Regions from separate parts of the Mus musculus genome. Here region 2 is linked to region 1. Evidence: chromatin contacts called from public Hi-C data. All regions are on one chromosome and are shown on one strand. The core of a region is the stretch at or near the end of the contact, and the rest is flanking DNA. Distances in the headings are between cores, read along the strand shown. Region 1 overlaps Gm30799 (a long non-coding RNA gene). Region 2 overlaps Sipa1l1 (signal-induced proliferation-associated 1 like 1).

What was found. A called contact is a pair of places that touch in the nucleus more often than the background predicts.
Region 2: a Hi-C map of liver shows a contact between it and region 1, with 4 times the contacts expected there. The contact joins two enhancer-like sites. A contact is called at or near these places in 3 of 484 Hi-C or Micro-C datasets (cerebral cortex and liver), 1 of 115 datasets of contacts at active chromatin or transcription factors (embryonic stem cells) and 3 of 9 other capture datasets (adipose tissue, embryonic stem cells and liver).

The regions. Positions count from the first base shown.
Region 1 is chr12:82,084,108-82,088,323 of GRCm38.p6, forward strand. All of the region lies in intron 3 of Gm30799 (a long non-coding RNA gene), which reads left to right. Among named protein-coding and RNA genes, the nearest start is that of Gm30799, 17 kb to the left of the region's middle. Within about 2 kb of position 2,139, at least 75 of the 459 cell types and tissues checked have an H3K27ac peak or open chromatin away from gene starts, as enhancers often do. A contact at or near this core is called in liver, where this site is marked.
Region 2 is chr12:82,330,727-82,334,942 of GRCm38.p6, forward strand. All of the region lies in intron 1 of Sipa1l1 (signal-induced proliferation-associated 1 like 1), which reads left to right. Among named protein-coding and RNA genes, the nearest start is that of Sipa1l1, 21 kb to the left of the region's middle. Within about 2 kb of position 2,320, at least 35 of the 459 cell types and tissues checked have an H3K27ac peak or open chromatin away from gene starts, as enhancers often do. A contact at or near this core is called in liver, where this site is marked.

The sequences.
Region 1 (4,216 bases), core at 889-3,388:
TATAAAAATAATGTTGATGTTAATATAAACCAAACACTATTTTTTAGGGAGTCATAATTCTGGTGATAATTCTGTCTTCTCTGCCACATCATCAGAATGTCTATGTGGCTTTCTGCATTCCATGGGGAAACCGTATGTTCTGGGTATATCGTGTGTGTGGTTTAGTAGGATATGTGTGTGGTATATACATCTGTGTATGTGTAGTGTATTTATGTGTGTATGTGTGTGGTGTGTGAACGTGTGTATGTATGGGGGGTTAGTAATATATGTGTGTGGTGTATGCACATGTGTATGTATGGGGGTTAGTAGTATATGTGTGTGCATGTGTGTGTATGTGTAGTATATGTGTAGTATATTCATGTGTAGTGTAATATATATGTGTATGGTATGTGCATGTGTATATGTATTGTAGCATTAGTAATATATGTGTATGGTGTATACACATGTGTATGTATAGGGGGTCAGCAGTATATTATGTAATGTGTGCAGTATGCATGTGTATATGTATGGGGCTTAGTAATATTTGTATGCTATGTACATGTGTGTATGTATAGGGGGATTAGTAGTATATGTGTAGGGGCCAGAGAGGGAAGCCGGGCATCCTGCTTTATTACTTTTGGTCCCTTTGGGACAGATTCTCTCATTGAACCTGGAGCAATCCTCCTGTCTCTGCCTCCATGGTGCTGGCATTACAGGAGTGTGCATACTCAGCCACATGGCTTTTAAATGGACACTGAGGATTTGAACTCAGGTTTTCATGCTTACACAGCAAACGCTCACTGAGCCACCTCCCTGCTCCTCACCACCACAGTCTCTCTCCTTATTCGCTAGTTTAGCATCGTTGGGCCACTTGTTGAAAGAAACCAAGAATTCATTTATACCCAACTTCCTTTCATACAGGAGCGTGGAGGTAAACACTAGCATCCCAGAATCGCCCTTCTCTGATAAGAAGCCCTTGGTTTTATTCTGAGTGTCCCCAGCATCTTGCTGGTCATTAGCTCAAAGGCCCAGGCTGAAGCAGAGCCTAGGAAAGCCCACCCCAAAGGCTCCTTGCTAACACCTTCCAGAACCTTCTAGTAAAAACTCTTCCACTCACCTCTTGCCCCAAGTGAATAGAGCCCTGGATGTACTGCTGTAAGGGACCAGGATTAGACAAAGAACGGACTCAAATAGTATGTAAACCCAAAAACTGTTTTATTTTACAGAAGTCCAGCATGCTGGGGTCCCCCCCCCAATTACCAAGATAGAGAGACACCCCAAGTGAGCTTGCAGGCCTGATTTAAAGTACACTAGGGAATTCTGGAGTAGGTGACCTCTATGTTAATCTGTTGGGTCCATCTCTAAGGACATTCCATTATCAGGGTGTGGGGGCTGGAAACTTGCTGGGGAAGTCTGGAAACTGTTACTGAGGAAGTAGCTGACAAGTCTGGAAACTGCTGCTGACCCATCATTGTCCTTGCCTCAGGCCAGGTGGCAGGGCTGCTTCTGAGGCCTGAACTCGCCTGGGATTGCCCAGTTCTTGAAGAAAGAGATTTAGGCCTAGTCTCCTTCAATGCTAATTTGAAGCCTGTCATGGAATCAGCCTAGCCTTCTCACTGTTGTGTTCAGATTGGGCTCTTCAGTAACAGAGAACCGACCTAAATTAGATCCCTAGGTTCTTTTCTGTTTTCTGAGTGCTTAATCAGGGAAAATGCTAATAAGCTGATAGTAGATGGTGTGACCAGTCCCCTGTCTCAGCTACAGGAGGGATTGATTGGGTGAGGTAGGCCCCGGAGGGCCCTAGGTGTTGCCAGAGCCTAACTTTGGGATTCTTGGCTTAACTGCAGACCTCGTGTGTAGTTTTCCTCTCCCTTTCCCCAGCCTCCAGCAAATCAGACCTTTGTTCCCATTTCCAGGAGGGAGAGGATGTGGGAAGGACTGGAGGGATTGTCAAGCATAGCTAACCTAAGTCAGATCTCCAGGCCACAGCCGAAAGGCAGCTCTGCCATGTCCTCTATGTCCTTAACGTAAGCAAGAAGCTGGGTCTTAGCGTCCTGTTCTGAAGGTTAATGTTCTGACTCAGGGCTTAGTCATCCCTTTTCTGTGCCTCTCTGCCCCTCGTCGTTGTTTCACTCTGGTGCCATTATTTGCCCAATCCCTTGAGTAAGAGGTGACAGCCAGGGCCAGAGCAAACAGCTGGAAACTGTACCCCCTGGGGAACTGGCAGACCTGACAAAGTCAGTTGATTCCTTTCAACCTTTGACCAGCTGAAAAAGTGGAGATCACTATACCTGGCTTGAAGGTTGTTTTGTTTTGGCTGGGTGAACTGGAAATGCTTAGAACCCCCACCAACTCACCCTACCCCATCCTATCCCCATCTCCTCATGCCCCCAGCCCCCCTGCTACTGTTGTCTCTGTCCACTGTGGTTCTGGGTAGCTGTTACTACCTGTCTCCTGATTTATCAGGCTGAGAATAAGAGGGCAGGGTTGCATCTTCTTGCAGCTGGTAATTACAATGTTGGACAGAGAGGAAGGGCTCTCTCTGTTCAGAAGCATTGAGCAGATTTGAGCAAGAGCCTGAGTCACCACAGTGTGAGAGCCTTATATGTCTTGAGTCAGTGGTTCTCATATATATTTTTTTTTGTTGAGGATATATCTGAAGGGGCTGGCATCATGAAACAAGAATCAATAATAATTGTGACTTAATTTTCCTTGCTGGAGAACCATGTCTTACCTTGTGGGCAAAAATAACCACTGTGGGCCCACCACCTATTGGGAAGTCCTCCAGCACTGGGGCAGGGTGGGGAAAGTTTCTATCCTGATCTCCCACCATCGTCATACAAACATACATTCTGTGTGTAACTCATCACCAGGCTTCTTGGTTATTGGCTGGACTGCTCATCTCATGTATCACAGTACTTCAGGTTGTAACTACAGTCTGCTGGCCTGCAGCTCTCAGACAGGCCCTTCAGCTTTGCCCTGGAACCCAGGCTCTGCAGTCTCAACTTATCAACAGTCCCAATTGTCACTAACATGTAGTAACTGATAATTTTGCTAAGAAGTCAATTATTTTTTTAATTAACTTAGAAGTAACTCATAAGCATGTGTGTATTGCAAATGTACAGACTGTAGAGAAAGTTTCTCTTTTTTTGTATCAGTCAGGGTAGGACACATTGTGATACTGAAACAAGCAGCTCCAAATCTTAGTGACTTTTTGATAACAACTGTTCAACTGTTTATTGCCTTAACACACTACCTTTCAGTCTCCTTATGCCCTTGGGTATGGATATATCCATATATATGCATGTAGTGTGTGTATGTATGTGTGTGTCTAGATATACATATGACTCCAGCTCCTTGTGTACATTATTCATACTGTTCTGTGGTGGCTTATAGTGCCTTAGAAAGTGTTTACTGGCATGTATAAGTCTCCCCAACTCTTTCTAACAATTCCATGGCATTTCAATATACTTAAATTCTGGAAATCTGTATCCGTCGAGTTTTTCTAAGGAACAAAACTGATAGAATTAATTAATTAATTAATTAATACCCATATATTATTTAAGGGATTTATTAGAGAAGCTACAAGATGTGGTCTGAGGACCAACAATGTCTGTCTCCTGACAGAAAGTACCAAGATTTGGTTGTTGTTCAGTCTAGGAGAAAGGATTTCTCAGCCGTTCTGACCTGGTGCTGGAGTCCCCGGGAAGCTCTACCGAGCTGGCGGTTTACAGCCCACATTGGAATCCTGAAGAGGTAGATTCTAACTCCAGGGAAGGAACGGCTCAGGGACAGGAGAGATGAATTTGCCAGTAAGAGTGAGGGCAGGCAGTCAAAAGCAGACACTTCCTTCTTCCTTTTATGTGGGCAGCCATCAGTGGGTGTGGCCCAGATTTAGGGTGGGTCTTCCCACTCAAATGATCCAACTGAGAAGAATCCTTCATAGTTGTGCCCAACTGCTTCGGCTTTGGTTCATTTCAGGTGTAGTCAAGTTGGCAACCAAGATTAGCCATCACACAAAACCTTACACAGAATACCATTTGTAGCCGGGTGTGGTGGCGCACGCCTTTAATCCCAGCAATCGGGAGGCAGAGGCAGGCAGATTTCTGAGTTCGAGGCTAGCCTGGTCTACAAAGTGAGTTCCAGGACAGCCAAGGCTATACAGAGAAACCTTGATTCGAAAAAAAAACAAACAAAAAAACAAGAATAATTTTCCTTTTTTATAATTAGTTAATAA
Region 2 (4,216 bases), core at 1,070-3,569, 250 kb after region 1:
AATGGAGGTGAGTTAATTTCTCACTTCCTCAACTTCAAATGGGTAATATCTAAGATGATCAGCAGGAAACGCATCAGGAGCCTGTCACTTAGGAATTTGAAATGCCATGGGAAACAGAGCCTGGGGTTAGTGTGTTTGCTCTAATGTGGAGAAGATTGAAACATTGGTTTACTTTCCTCCTCATTTGCCCATGGTCCTAGGCCTTCAGTGTATGTCTACAGAAAGCTTCACAAGACAGAAAATTCAGCACCACGTAAGCGTGGCAGTGGTAGGTAGCCTTTCTAAGATCTGAGATTGGTTCCTTACCTGTTGCAGTGCATGCCTTCCCGTTCTAAGCATCTGCTGCAGACTTAGCATCTGAAAACTAAGGCACAGAACTGCATGGAGGTGCTTGCACAATGCTGGGCGTTGGACTAGAAAACCTGAAACTGTTGGGGTGGGTCCTGGATGACTGATGGAGACACAGGAAGCATTGGGGACAAGGACAAGATCAGCAGATCAAACTCCCAGGACCTGCCAAGGTAGGAACAATGTCCAGGAGCTGGCTTTGGAAACTACTTCTGTTTTAGACAGCCATAAGCTTCGGGCTCCCAGCTTGAGCAGATCTAGCCACTCCTCTCTTCTCGCCTGTGAAAGGGCTCTACTCATCTCCTTTGCCCCAGCAGTGTGAGAATGCCTGCCTGCTTTAATTGTACCACCATTAACTGAGCACTGGCTTTCCTAGACGTTTTCCTAATAGGTGTTAAATGATGTTGTGTTGATTTCCCTGTCTTTGCTTATTATAGCCACAGTCTCAGTAAAAATACACAGGCCTTGACTTTGTGTTCTGTTAAAGAAATTTTCTTACTTCAGTACAGTCTCTTTTAAACTTGTTTTAACTGCTGTTTTTCAAGAAAACTTCCAACAAACAACAACAACAAAACAGCTTTTCAGTAGACCTTATGTTAGAGGCTGTAACATTAAAGGTGATAATAACACACAATGAGACCAGGGTCTCTCTCAAGTAGAAACTTTGGTTTCTAATGTAATGATCTTGATTTTTGTGGTTTTTTTTTTCCATAAAAAATAATCCTAAGTTCTTATGGTCCCTCACAAGGAATGTTAAAAAAGTAGCTTTCTGAAGGAGAATATATCCAAGTGCTGTGTGCATAGGTATGAGATAAGCAAGGGATAAGGCACAGGCTGAGATAAGAGTAAAGGCTGCAGGAAGGGAGTTTGACAGGGTTGTGTCCAACCGCCGTCACTGCCTAGACCCACAGTCTCATGGTACCTGGTGCTTAAGCCAAGTGCAACATCCCCCTCCCTCCAAGTTCAAAGTTCAGGGATGGTGGGACCATGGAGAGACTGGCTTTAGCTGTGGATATTGGTCCTGCATTTGGGCAATTCTGGTTTATCCCTAAGGTTGTTGTGCCCATCAAGAGGATGTAAATGTTGTGCTTATGGGCGCTTCTGAACCAGAACCTATGAACAGGCAAGCGATCAGATTTCCAGCTTTACTGCCAACACGCTTACTCCTTATTTGGAGGGCAGGAGCTGTCATGAGACTTGAACCCTCCTGTGTGTGCTGAGCACATCCTGACTAAGCCGTGCTCTATCCCTAAGAGTGTACTTCAGGAGCAGACTTGACATTCCAAATGGGCAGTCACTATCTTTTTACCACGGAAATCAAAAGGAGGTGAGCGAGAACTAAAGGACTGTGTTAGCAGGTTTTATTCTAAATACTTGATTGGTGATTGTTTATGTTTTACTTCATTGGTTTTTTGCCCCCTAATTATAAATTAAAGCTGAAATAAGGAAAGTGTAAGAAATCAAGAATTTTAAGTTTGAAGGAACAGATAAAAACTCAAGATTTTACATAGTGTATATCTTTGTATATGCATATAATTCATTTAAAAAACAAAAAACAAGGCATTTCATTAATTTCTGTCTTATTTTGGGGGGCCAGGTGGCCTGAATAAGTAGTATATAAGGCTCCTTTTTGTTTACAGAGCTAGGCTCTATATAAAAGTTGAGCAGTGACATGGGAAGTTGTTGGACCAAGTTCCAGATTGGGAGCTGGTGGTGGCTTCTCTGCCTCTTCAGACAGCGGCCCTCCTTGCTGGTTGTCTGCTTTGCTGGAGCTCTAAGTACACAGGTCCTGTCAGTGGTGATCAGGCCGCTGCACTTGGCTCTTTTCTGTTCTTGCCACTCGGTGTCTTACATGTGCACCCAGCTCACTCACACTGTGGAAAACACAGACAGTCCTGAGTGGCTGCGGTGAGGTTAGGGCTGGGTGTCTTAAAGAAGGTACATAACTGGCTGGTGTCGGGGGCATGCGCACAGCTCTGGTTTGCTTTTCAGCACTGAGTAAAACCAGGTGTGCTGACACGTAACTGTAATTCTAGCTCTGGGGAGGTGAAGGATGGAGAATCTGAAATTCAAGGTTATCCGCAGTTCCATGGCCAGGTCAAGGCCAGCTTGGCATGCGTGAGGCTCTGTCTTAACTTTTCTTTTAAAAAATAAGAAACATATAATTGGTTGATTTAAAACAAACAAACTTGAAAAGTCAGGACAACAAAGATGTGACTTTTATATTTGAGGATAAAGGGTCACAATTATTTGCCAGTCATTGATTTGAACTTCCCTCCCATTTCTGTGCTGGATTAACCCCTCCGCTGTCACTGACCCATGACACTGTCCCAGTGGACTTTTCCAGAGTTTGGATTGCTGATTTGCTCTGCATTAGTAGGCGTTTCCCTGGGACAGTGTCAGCCAGTTTTAAGTAGGTCATTCACAGCTTTTTTAAAGGATTTATTCATTTGTGTCTGTTTTCATGTTCTTTGATGGCAAGAGGGCCGGGGGAGATGAGCGGGTGTCAGCCTTCCTTTCCTACTGGCATGACATTTGTGAATCGGAGAGCTGAAACTGAAGCCCCTGTGAGCTGTGTGGTGGTGACACCTGAACTCAGGGCTGGAACTGTGCTCTCTTGTTGTATCAACCTAGGAACCGCCCACACTACTCCAGCCTCTCCGCATTTCACCTGGGATCCTCTGGCCTCTATTTCTAACCCTTAGTTTTCAAAAATACTGGTCACCAGGGAGGAAATGCCCAAACATGTAGAGTTAATTATGGGATTCCAGAGTGGAGGAGCCTACTACAAGGAGCAGAGCTTGAGGATTAGACTATAGAGGCAACAGAGCCCCCATCTCTTCTGCACTGCAGGGTGTCTTTGAGAAATGCAGAGGTATCTCTTCACACGGCTCCAGTGTTATTAGAAAAGTATGTTCTGGAAGGGCAACCTGGCCTGACAGCTCCAATAAGCAGTGAGGCATGAGGTCTGTTCATAGGCGGGCTCTGCTTGGCTATTTAACCTTTATGGGTTTCTACTTTCTGGCCCTGAGCTTCCTCATGTGGGGAATCTAGTTCTCACCAAGGTCGTCTTCACGGAAATTGACAGTTTTGTGTTTGGAACGTTGCCTTAGTAACTCAAGCCCAGTCATCTGGTAGTTCTTAGTGACATGGCACCTTACCCATTTCCTGCAGCCTAGTGAAGGAAGCCATGTGGAGGGAGCCTCTGTTTAGCCCTGCCTTTCAGGCCTACTTTAGGCCAAGGTGGGCCTGGTAGCTGTTGAGATGCTCTGAAGGGTCCCAGACTGACCACCAGTTTAGAAGCCGCTGCTGCCACTGTTTATTATTTTCCTCCTGGATGGATGCATTTCTAGTAGACCCAGAGCCTGGGGGAGACTTAAGAAGTGACATGGACTGGACAGGGAGGCCTTTTTCTTCTGTATTAGCTAATTATTCATTCTTTAACTGCCAGCACAAATGTGTTGAGTGTGTGCCCACCTCATAGAAAGCACCTGTGTTACACATAGCCCACTTACCTTGTGTTGCTGGGTGTGATATTTCCCTTCTGAACTATTTCTCTGTTCGTGGAGTCTGAGATCCTCAACTCACTGGCTGCTTATGAGGACTGAGACATATGACAGAGTCCCTCCATATAGAGCCTTTAGTCACAGCTTGTGTGTGGGCATCCAGATGCAGTGATGAATAGATCGGACTGTCTGCAGTCTGTTTGAGGAAGTGCTACTAACAGGGAGGGAGGGATTCCATGTGTCTATCCGGAGGCTTTTCTTTTAGAGTCTTCCTTAGGTGATGTTCTAGAATCCTGAGTGCACTGTAGGAGCTGCTGCTGTTAATTCTTGAGGCCCGCTGATTTGGATTTGAGTTGTGCTTA